Regions from separate parts of the Zea mays genome. Here region 1 is linked to region 2. The links are chromatin contacts, called in public Hi-C maps. All regions are on one chromosome and are shown on one strand. The core of a region is the stretch at or near the end of the contact, and the rest is flanking DNA. Distances in the headings are between cores, read along the strand shown.

Evidence for each region. Hi-C and Micro-C count contacts between places; a contact is called where the count stands out from the background.
Region 1: a contact with region 2 is called in a Hi-C map of leaf, with 9 times the contacts expected there. The contact joins the promoter of LOC103635536 here to the promoter of LOC103635445 in region 2. A contact is called at or near these places in 5 of 25 Hi-C or Micro-C datasets (ear, endosperm, leaf and 2 more).

Annotation. Positions count from the first base shown.
Region 1 is chr1:64,566,142-64,571,814 of Zm-B73-REFERENCE-NAM-5.0, forward strand. LOC103635536 (protein phosphatase 2C 32) reads left to right here and starts at 1,500. Exons shown (of 4, transcript XM_008657970.4): 1 at 1,500-4,831. The coding sequence starts at 2,438.
Region 2 is chr1:64,141,324-64,147,185 of Zm-B73-REFERENCE-NAM-5.0, forward strand. It overlaps LOC103635445, which reads left to right and starts at 1,535. Exons shown (of 3, transcript NM_001353861.1): 1 at 1,535-1,849; 2 at 1,952-4,529; 3 at 4,627-5,450. The coding sequence starts at 1,594. The coding sequence ends at 4,795. LOC100275086 reads right to left here. Exons shown (of 1, transcript NM_001149271.2): 1 at 5,658-5,862.

The DNA of each region.
Region 1 (5,673 bases), core at 250-2,749, 420 kb after region 2:
TTTAAATTAGTAGTTAAAAGAAATATTTTATCTTTATCGGTCATTACTTAGATTCTCTACTTTATATTATAATTTATCGTAGTGATATTTATTTCATACATCAACTTTATATCAACTACGCATGTTATATATATCTTTTTTTTTTTGCCTCCTACCGCCACACTGGCTGTTGTCGCTCGGCGTCGTACTTGCTGCATGAACGTGTGGAGGCAGGTCTCCACTCTCCACTGACACATCTCTGGTAGAGTAAAAAAAATAGAGACGCTGCAAATAGCGTTTTGTTTGGCCTCCCTAAGTTTACAGTAGACTATAGAGTACTCCATTGTAGCAAGTTTTACTCTATATCTAGCCTTATATTGATGGAGTATTGTTTAATGGATCATCAAATGCTTATTCATAAAACGTTAAGGCTCTAAATAAATTTTAGCTCAAAAATAAACAGAAATAAAGCTCGATCTTAATCTGATCTGATTTTTAAATTTTTTAGTGTAAAATTTAGAGTTTATTGGTATCCCTAACAGTACCTCACTGTTGATAGCCATACCTTAAGGAGCTAGCATGCTTGATTAGGAATAATGTCTTCCGGATATGAGCAAAACCCCACCAGAGTCCAGCCTCCATCGTGGCGACGACAACGACCATGATGAAGGCCAAAGGGTGTCCCGTTGGCGTGGGGCCATCCAGCTCCAGCCTGCTCCTTTTCTTTGCTTTGACTCTCGCAGTTGCAGCACCACCAAATCCAATGATGCAAGAAAACAATAGGCAGGAGACAAAGGCGGGCGGCAGAGAAAGAAAAAGAAAAAAAAACTGACAGTAGCCCCAAAGGCTCAAAATATTTAAAAAGGCAGGTCTGCTATAGATTATGAGGGCATGTATAATCCATAGTCGTTAGATCGATTTTCTAAGTAAAAGTGACAACTAATTTAAAAACTTAGATCATAAATAAATATACAGAGTTTGTCCCTTGATTTTGTTCAGTTACTTTATTAGAACATGTATAATGAGTGTCTTGATACATGTCTTCGAATATATTTAAAGGGTAAATATAAAAAAACTCAAGACACGTATCTTGATAAAGATTGTGTCTTGGCTCTATACTCGAAACAGTGAACTAGCTAATTGATCAATTCAATTTATTGAATATTTTGATTGATGCAATAAATATAGTAATACACATGTTTTAAACATGTCTACTATATTATAGTGTTTTAGTTGTATTTTATACTTGGAGTACCATGCTAGTGCCAGTGCTGTATATACCTCTAGATATCTCTTAAGAGACCATCTATTAATTAGGCTTATATGTGCCCTGAGGGTGGACATGCATAACGAGTGAGCCTTTCTTCACAAAGACAAAGACTTTTATCAGAGTTGAATATTCTCATTTGCAGATGAGAATTTAATTAGGGGGGGGGGGGGGGGGGGAGCAAATGCAAATGGCGTAGCATAATCAGTAAGACAAAACCGGCCTACCTCCGCAAGCGTCTCAAGTCAGAACTGAAAGCAAAACACCATTCGATTACATAACTGATGTGCAGGAGCTATATAGAAAAATACATGAATTTTATAGAGATCTGCCTAGTTTTAAGAAAAGAAAAAAAACGAAGAAAACAGAGGGGGGTACATCCAAAAGTGGCGAGGAGAGAGGGAGACGAAACAAACGAGAACAAGCAAGGTAGGCAAGAACCAAAACAGGCGAGGCGGCGAGGGACCAGCGTGCAAAGCGAAGGCGACCAAGCAGGCAAGCCTCCCTGCCGACCAGCGACTGGCGTGCTGCGTGCCGGACAGACGGAGGAGGAGGAAAGCCGAAAGCACCAACTCCCCCTCTCGAGTCTCGTCTCCTCCACTCCACTGCACTCGGCGCTCCACTCCACTTCCTCCCTCGGTCGCTTACGCAGCTTCCAACGATTCCATTCCCAGCTCCCTCCTCATCCTTTCCGTTCCTCCCATCCCCCACCCAACCCGTTTCAAATCGCACCAAAACCCCCCTCGAAGACCTGGAGCGAGGCCTGCCCCTTCCGCGCTCGCCCCTGCCAGGTGTAGATCCCCCATTCCTGTCGCTCGCTCGCCGCCGGCCGGATTCCTGATCCGACGGGAGGTCTTGTGCGGAGGCGGGAGGCGCTGTTGCGTGCCTGCCTGATCGGTTCCTGCTTCCTGCGAGTTGGTGGTGGTGCGGCGGCGGCGGCGGGTTCTGGCATGGGGTTGCGCTGCCGGGGCATTTCCTCGACCAGGCGGTGGGCGGCGGCCTAAGATGCGAGGGCGGCTGGCCCGGGGAGTGGGGCACCAGGTCGGGGATAGCTTCTCGCCGTGCGCCAGCCTCCGCCTGCTCATGCTGCCGGCCGCCCGGGGCCCTCGGCGACGGGCATTGGGGCGCGCTCTCCCCGCGAGGTGCTGACGCTGACGCGCGCGCGGCGCTACTAGCCGCCAGCCGCCCGCCATGGGCAACAGCACGTCCCGGGTCGTCGGCTGCTTCGCGCCGCCCGACAAGGCCGGCGGCATCGACCTCGACTTCCTCGAGCCGCTCGACGAAGGGCTCGGCCACTCCTTCTGCTACGTCCGCCCGGGCGCCGTCGCCGACTCGCCCGCGATCACGCCCTCCAACTCCGAGCGCTACACGCTCGACTCCAGCGTCATGGACTCGGAGACCCGCAGCGGGTCCTTCCGCCAGGAGCCCGCCGACGACCTGGCCGCCGCCGCAGCCGCCGGCCTGCAGCGGCCCTGCAGGAGCTTCGGCGAGACCACCTTCCGGACCATCTCGGGGGCCTCCGTCAGCGCGAACGCGTCCTCCGCCAGGACGGGCACCCTCACCGTCTCCCTTATACGTGACGTGCAGGAGCCCGCCGCCGCGTTCGAGAGCACCGCCTCCTTCGCCGCCGTGCCCTTGCAGCCGGTGCCGCGGGGGTCGGGCCCGCTCAACACCTTCTTGTCGGGGCCGCTGGAGAGAGGGTTCGCCTCCGGCCCGCTGGACAAAGGCTCCGGCTTCATGTCTGGGCCATTGGACAAGGGAGCCTTCATGTCAGGCCCCATCGATGCTGGCAGCAGAAGCAACTTCTCAGCACCTCTTTCCTATGGACGGAGGAAGCCTCGTCTGAGGCTTCTTGTACATAGGATTAGTAGACCCATGAAAACCGCACTGTCCAGAACATTCAGCAGGAGCTCACAAAATCCAGGCTGGGTTCAAAAGTTTCTGTCGCATCCTATGTCTCAACTGCCCTGGGCAAGGGACGCAAAGTCCAGATCAGAAGGTTCACAGGATGGATTGGAATCTGGGATACCCGAGCCTGAGTATAACGTGACAAGGAACCTTCAGTGGGCACATGGAAAGGCAGGGGAAGATAGGGTTCATGTTGTTCTATCCGAAGAGCAAGGATGGTTGTTCATTGGAATTTATGATGGATTTAGTGGCCCTGATGTGCCTGACTTTTTAATGAGCAATCTATACAAGGCCATTGATAGAGAACTGGAAGGATTGCTCTGGGTTTATGAAGACAGCTCTGAAAGGAGTGATCATGTATCGACTCATGAAGAGGGTGGATTGGTTGCTGCTTCTGTGGATGCTCCTCATGATGATAGTGGCCAGTGCCAGAGTGACAGTGGGAGACAAGAACTTGGTAATTTTGGAAAACAAAATGTATCACCTGGAAAGGGTTGTGATGATAGTGCCTTGCAATTTCAGCCAAACTGTACCAGCAGTGAAGAGAAAGATTTGGCTCCACATGGTTCAAGTAGTGAGATGTTGGGCAGGGATGAGATAGTTGAGGAAATGGTTGAAGCTGATCTGGGAAATGATCTCCAAAGTAGAGAACCCCACAGCTCGAACAGAGATCTTTCAGGTACAGATCTAAACACCAGCTGCAGATGTGCAACAGAAACCAGTTCCTATTGTGATCAGCATGCCAAATTCTTGAAAGGAAACAGAAAAAGCAAGCGTCTCTTTGAGCTTCTTCAGATGGAACTGCTGCAAGATTATAACACAAGGTTATCTAAGGAGCCACCAGAGGAAAGTAAAATACCAAACTTGCATGTTACACAGGCAGACACTGCAGAAGCGCGCTCAAGAAACACAGCTGAGGTCTCCAGGTGTTCATTGGCAGCAACTGGAGAATGTTTTGATGATTCTGAAGGTCTTGGAAGTTCAAGACACGCTGATAGTGTACTTGGCATAGGTATTAAAGAGTGTACAGGGTGTTCTATATCTACATCTTCATCAGGGCACAAGCAAGTTACGAGAAGAATTTTAATCGGATCAAAGTTGAGGAAGATGTACAAAAAGCAAAAAATGTTGCAGAAGAAGTTTTTCCCATGGAACTATGATTGGCACAGAGATCAACCTCATGTTGATGAAAGTGTTATAAAATCTTCAGAAGTCACTAGGAGATGTAAGTCGGGACCAGTAGAACATGATGCTGTATTGAGGGCAATGTCACGGGCACTTGAAATAACAGAGGAAGCGTACATGAAAATTGTGGAAAAGGAGCTTGATAGATACCCAGAGCTTGCATTAATGGGTTCGTGTGTCCTTGTAATGTTAATGAAGGACCAGGATGTATATGTCATGAATCTTGGCGACAGCCGAGCTATCTTGGCACAGGACAATGATCACTTTGATCAGTACGATAGCTCAAGTTTCTCAAAAGGAGATTTACAACATCGAAATAGGTCAAGGGAGTCACTTGTCCGTGTGGAGCTTGATAGGATATCGGAAGAGTCGCCGATGCATAATCCTAACAGTCACCTAAACAGCAACGCAAAAGCTAAGGAACTGTCAATATGTAGACTAAAAATGAGAGCGGTTCAATTGTCAACTGACCATAGCACGAGTATTGAGGAGGTAATAATTCTGTTAAACAAATCCTGTTCTCGTTTTCACTTCCTGATGACATCTGCTATCCTGTACATATTTGACTTCGAGTTCTTCATCTACTGATCCTGCTGAATTAGCAGTTATTTTGATCAATTTTCTTTATTTCCTTAAGGAAACAACAATACGACATACAAACTTCTTGCTTAGTTAATATAACGATGCTAAAATATGTAATCTCCTAATTTGAATTGATTTTGTGGCACAGAATTTGATAGAGCTGATTGTAATAGAGTTTACACCTCTTCACATATCAAAATATTTTACTTGATACTGTAAAATCATTATATCATGGTTTCAAAAGGTATTGTGAGTGGTTCAGTTAATATGAAGCTAGCAATCAGAAGAGTTATTTAGAAAATAAACATTATTATCTTATATGCGCTTCTGTGATTTTTAGATACTATTCCTTTCGGTTGGCCAAAAATATTCAAACTCACCAGCTACCTTGAACTTTTTGAAGTACTGGTTTGGCCCATCATCATCACATGTTAGAGTTGACCATAGGCCTCTTGCTTAAAATGTATGCCTGTTGCTACATGCAAATCACTGTGCCCATTTGTCTTGAACTGCACCCAGATAGTCTTACTTTTTTCCGAACACGCAGGAGGTCGTGTTTCATTGCATTAATAGAATAAGAGAGTTACAATTACAACACACACACACACACACACACAGCCACCCCACAGTCATGACAAAGCTATAATTGCCGCTTTGAAGAGAAAAGAAGAATGACCCTACTCAACGAGCTTAAAAACCCGAGCTAGGAGCAGTAAGGAAAGAGAGCACCTTAACTCATGCCATGGACCAAT
Region 2 (5,862 bases), core at 285-2,784:
AAATAACCCGCCAAGCTAAATTTTGGCTACTCAATAGCAAAATAACTCTCCAACAGATTATCTATCTAACTCGCCAAGCTATCTAGCTCTTCAAATTGACTCTTTCACTAGCCAAATTTGGCTAGCCACCTGACTAGCTAAACTAGATAGATAGTCTGTTGGAGTGAGATGCTACATATAGAGTGTAATCTTTATGAAAAGTTAAATAGATAGTCAAATATAGAGCTAAAAATGAGGAGTTTCTTGGAGATGCTCTGAGTCGGTGTAGTAGTGCAAAGCTGATGGTCTTTCTCTTACTAAGCATGTTAGAGTAGATCAAGTCTAATTTAGGTTTGTTGGGACGAGAATGCACCGATAAATGTTGGTTGCTATGTTGGTCTCGTCCACTCTTTTATCTATACGCGGTGAAGGGTCCTTTAATCAAGAACAAGACTTGATTCTCTAACAAGTTTAACTTAAGATTAAAATAACAAACTGTAAAACCACATTAGTTAAACTGTCCAGTTGATTGTTGACGATCAATCTTTATTAGTGCAGGATATTGTTTTTACTTTCTTTAGAGAGCCGTTGATGCGTCTTTGGCTGGACGACGATTTTGCTGGTGAAACTCTTTTGGGCGTGACATTTTTTTTACTTTAATTAAACGGTGTTCTTTTCTTCTCTACTTCTATTTAATTGAAAATTATACTTTAACGTCCCTGTCTTAAAAATAAATGTACGTCTCACTTTTCCAAAACTAAACTTTTTAATATAATATATATATAGGTCCTGTTTGGCACAACTTATTTTTAGCTTCTTCACAAATTTAAGCCGAAGTTCTGTCAAACAGATAGCTTCTGCAGCAGCTTATCAGTTCAGCTGCTTCTCAAAATGAACTAAAAGCATCCAATAAGTAGAAGCTGCTTTTTACCAGCTTATCATGCTTTTTCAACAAGCAGCAGCTGTGCCAAACAGGGTCATATTAATCTTTATAGTCTATAATAAATGTTATTAGATCAATAGTAAATATATTTTTACAATAAATAAGATAATATGTACTATATTTAAGTATAAGTTTCTTTGTGTGTCACCTCCTCAAATGCAGCGCGAGCGATTAAACTTAGTATAAAACGTTTGACTTTTACCACTATAACTCATGTCAGTTTGTATTATATAAAGTAGATAATGTAAATATATAAAATAAAGAATATAATTGTGTTTGAATAAATATATCATTTAAATATATAGTTATATAGAAACTATATCATATCAATGTATGATCAACTAACTAGTCTATAAATTAAATCTAGAAAAGTGTAATTGATGCACATTTATTTTGAAACGAAAGTGTTTAGCGGACTTTTGTCTCCGGCTGACCGGTTGAATTTTGAAATTGCGTAAAATAAAACAGGCACGAATTGATCTGATCCACTCAATTAAACGGGTCACCCTAGGGCTCTGGTTCCTCATATTTGGCTCTGCCTCCTCTTCGTTCCTTGGCGGAGACGGCGCCGGCTTCAAATAAATTACAACTCCACCCGCCCCAGACGGCTCCACCGCCGGCGAAACTCTAAACCATCCCTGCGATTTACCGCCATAGGACCCGCGGATGCAATGGGAGAGTGCGCTCATACGGCGGCGGTCGCGACGACGGCCAAGACGTCAGTGTGGTGGAACATCGACAAGTGCGCGGTGCCCCGCGGCCGCTGTAACCCGCACCGCATCGCCCACAACCTCATCGCCGCGCTCGCCGTTGCGGGGTACGTCGGCCCCGTCTCGATCGCTGCCTATGGCGACGCCGCCCAGGTCCCCCCGCCCGTCCTTGCAGCGCTCTCCGCCACCGGCATATGCCTCAACCACGTCCCCGCCGGTACAGTACTGACTCTGCCCCTCCTGCTCTCAGCACATTACCGCCTAGTTGAATTCCCGCTGCTAATCGAATCCCTCTCACGGTTTCACCTGACATTTGCAGGGTGCAAAGACACCAGTGAGAAGAGGATGCTTGTCGACATGTTGTTCTGGGCATTCGACAATCCTCCACCGGGCAGCTACTTGCTTATATCCGGCGATGAAGATCTCTCTGATCTCCTTCACCGACTTAGGATGAAACGCTATGATATCCTGCTAGTACGACCTCCCAGTGCATCATCTCAGGTACTTGCTGCTGCAGCTACTAAGGTCTGGCTCTGGGAAAACCTTACAGCAGGAGAGCTGCTGCTACCAGAGCCGCCACCTGCAAGAAGTGTGCTAGGTTGCAAGCTGCATCCGAATAGTTCAGATACCTTGAAGTGTTCAAATAGTAAGGTTCGTTTCGGTTATGGTAAGAGTGATTGTAACGGAAAGGAAGACAGTCAAATTAGAGTGAAACCTCTTCAAAAGTATGTTAAGAAGGCAAGTAAGTCATCTGCAACTGAAATTAGTCAAGATCGTGTGGTGCCAGCTGGTGGAGTTTTTGAAAGTTCTACAGGAAGGACGCTGAGTGAGGTTGACCATTATTCTGTTTCATCATTATCATCATCAAGTTCTGACTCCACACAAGGTGCAAAAGCGAATACCACAGTTCCACCGGAAAATCGTACTTTGTCCAACTTGTCATCTTATAGACATGTGCTGTCTGCTCATTCACAAGCAGAAGCAACAATCCAGCCTGTCCGTGCTGATAAGCCAGGCATATCAACTGGGTGTTTGCCAAGAAATGAAACTCTTAGTTTTGGTGTTTATAATGGTCAATGTAATCGAATGTCTCAGCATTTGAGATACTCTGAAGTGCAGAATAAGCTTCATTCTGAGTTTACAACAGACAGTAATATGGGAAAGGCAGTCAATCGTCATGGGTTGAAGCCACTTCAGATGTATGTAAAGAAGACAAACACCACATTTGGTTCTGCTAACAAGCCGGTTGGTTCAATTGGTGTTCCTGAATGTCCTGTAGGGAAGAATAGAATTGAGCTAGACAAAGCTTCTATTTTAGCATCGCCAACTTCTACTTGGTCCCATTCATCAGCTCAAAAACCTATAGCTTCTGCTCATTTGCATCAAATGAGAGCACCACATGAATCCATCCTTGGTAAGAAGCCTAACATATCAGTTGAGTTGCATCAAGTGAAAGTACCACATGAAACCATCCTTGATGAGAAGTCTAGCATATCAGTTGAGTTAGTGAGAGTACCACATGAGTCCATCCTTAGTAAAAAGCCTAGCCCATCAGCTGAGCATGCATCAAGTAGGGCGCATGATTCTGAAGTTTGTGGCATCAATTATAATCCAACATGTCAGCAATTCAAATCTTCTGAAGCCCAGAATAAGCTCCACTCTTGCTCTAATGTCGGTGATAGCAGTGGGAGGTTAGGAAATGAATATAAGACCAATAAAGAGCAACCATATGCAGAATGTATAAATATTTTCACAACTTCAGCAAGCAATGAAATAAATCCGTCTACTAGAACTTTTGATAATTCTAACGGAAGTACTTTGAGATATCCAAAACAATCTTTGTCAGCATCGTCAAGCTCTAAATTGCTTCAGAGTGCAAAGGTGAATGGCTCAAATCTGATGTTATCGGATCATATATCTTTACTTGCTGATAATTTGCATCAGGATGGAGCAACAACCATTTTTGGTAAGAATAGCACATCATTTCAGTGCACTGCCAAAAGTAGAACTTTTGTTTTTGGTGCTAGTAGTGGCCAGTACCATCAGACATATCAGCAATCCCAGTCTTCTCTGCTATCAGAGCAACATAATTCAGGTACTAGTATGGAGCATGGTCATTCTGACTCAATAAATTCGCATAGAGGCAGCGCTGCTTCGCCATCAGTAGAGCATAATGGTGTTCCTTTTGCACAAACACGAACATTCTCCAGTGGCTCAGCTTTTGAAGGTTTGGATGATATTTGCAATGGTTTTACTACACTGAATATTTCTGAATGCCCTCAAGGAACTACTGAGACCAGGGCTCAAGATCCACCTACTAATGGTCCTTCAATGTGCATGCTAGATAATTATGAACATCCTGTAGTTTTTCGCGAGAACAGATCAACTTTTGACTTGGATTCTAACCCCAGCTGCTATCAGAATCACTCTAGTGATCCTCAAAGTGGCCAACCTCCTTTCAGCGACTATATTTGGCACCAACCTAATCTGTCCAGTGATATGCAAAGCTCCTCTGAGCTCTCTGGAGATAAGCCAAGACATCTGCCAAATTCTACTGAGCCTAAAGTTGGAATAATATTGCAAGCTTTGGGCATATTGAAGACTGAGAAGATATTCCCAACAGAAACTAACATTGCAGACTGTATATGTTACGGAGAGCTGAATTTAACAGGTTTTGATGTTAAGAAGGCTCTTGAACTTGCCATTCGCCATGAAGCTGTCGTTATGAAGAAATTACTAAACGACATGCCGTTATTTGTTGCAAAAGACGAGAGCCTCTGGAAATGCGTGAACGTAACAAATACCAAATCAAAGAATCCCATAGAGGAGCTAGGAACAGTTTATAACTACATTTCATCTCCAGACGGCCGCTCTGCAATGATGAATTCTCAGTCAAGGTCAGGATTTTGCACCTTCCCTTTGTGCTAACGATTTCTGCCATTTTACCGTGGAATGCCAGCTACATATCTGCATTTCCTTTTTTTTGTCTTGTAGGTACCAAGCTGCAATGATCTTGAAGAGGTCGTGCATGCAGCAGTGTGCACTGGGCGACATTCTCCAGGTTCTGCATATCGTTGTTGTTCGAAAGAAATGGCTCGTGCCTCATTCTTCAGGCTGGCAGCCGCTGTCCTTAAAACGCAACAGCGGATCCTGCAACTACTGATGGTACAGGAAAAGTTAAATCTTCTTTTCCTGTGGCCGTCTAGGATTCTGCAACTACTGATACTACTGAACTACTGATGAGTGGCAGCAAGAAAAAGGTGAAATGATTAGTCATAATATTAGTATTAAGTTATCGAGTAGGTAGTTTGTGTGACAGTGATAGGTCAATCAAGGGAGGTATCAGGTCTGTGTATCAAAGGACGTGAATGGATTTGCCCCCGGTACTACCGGAGCAACGCAGGTCCCAGCATTTTTGCTATCTGCATAGGAAGTTCTATATTATTTTGAGAAGAGCAAGACAGAAAAGTAAAGCTTTTTTATGTGTCTCCTGAGTGGCTCTGGCACAGTGGTGTCTGAAATTGGATTGAACTTGGGTCTGTGCATCTCTAGTTGGGCTACAGAATGTCATCCTCTGATATTCATTGTTGATCACGACGATGCTTCGACTCCGAGGACCAAAGTATCATCCACCATGTTTGTTGCGGCTTTAATCTAGCTGCGGATACGGTTTCTACAATATTTTGTCCCTATAGACAGTTGATGCTACTAGCTGATAAGTCTGAGATAGTGTCATGTGAGTATGTGACTATCATACAACCGTTTAGCATCACTTTTTTTAGAGTGATGCGAAATTCTTTGATGCACTCAAACTTTCCTCCAATATTCATTGTATCCAATTACTAGCAACCATGAGGCGTCTCCTGTATCTGGGGTGGGGAGCTGTTCGATACCCTTGGCTACTGTCTGGTTGCATCAACAGCTAGCGATGCGAAGATATTCCATGTGCAGTGAAAAGACTGGCATTAGTAGCTCAGGTCACGTTCTTTTGTAAATTTTAAATAGGATACATTAGGCACGCACGATAGGACAATCTTTATATAAGTTATTATATATAAAATAAGAGAAGACCAGGCGGCTTAGTCTGCAGCGCAGACAGAAAATGAGAATTACAGACGAAACTCCCCTTCTGCTGCTGCTGCTCGAGCCTAGAGAAATCTACCGGTAAAAATGATCTTTTCTCATGGTTATGGACGATGCGCTATCTGCAAGACGACGCGACTCTGGAGC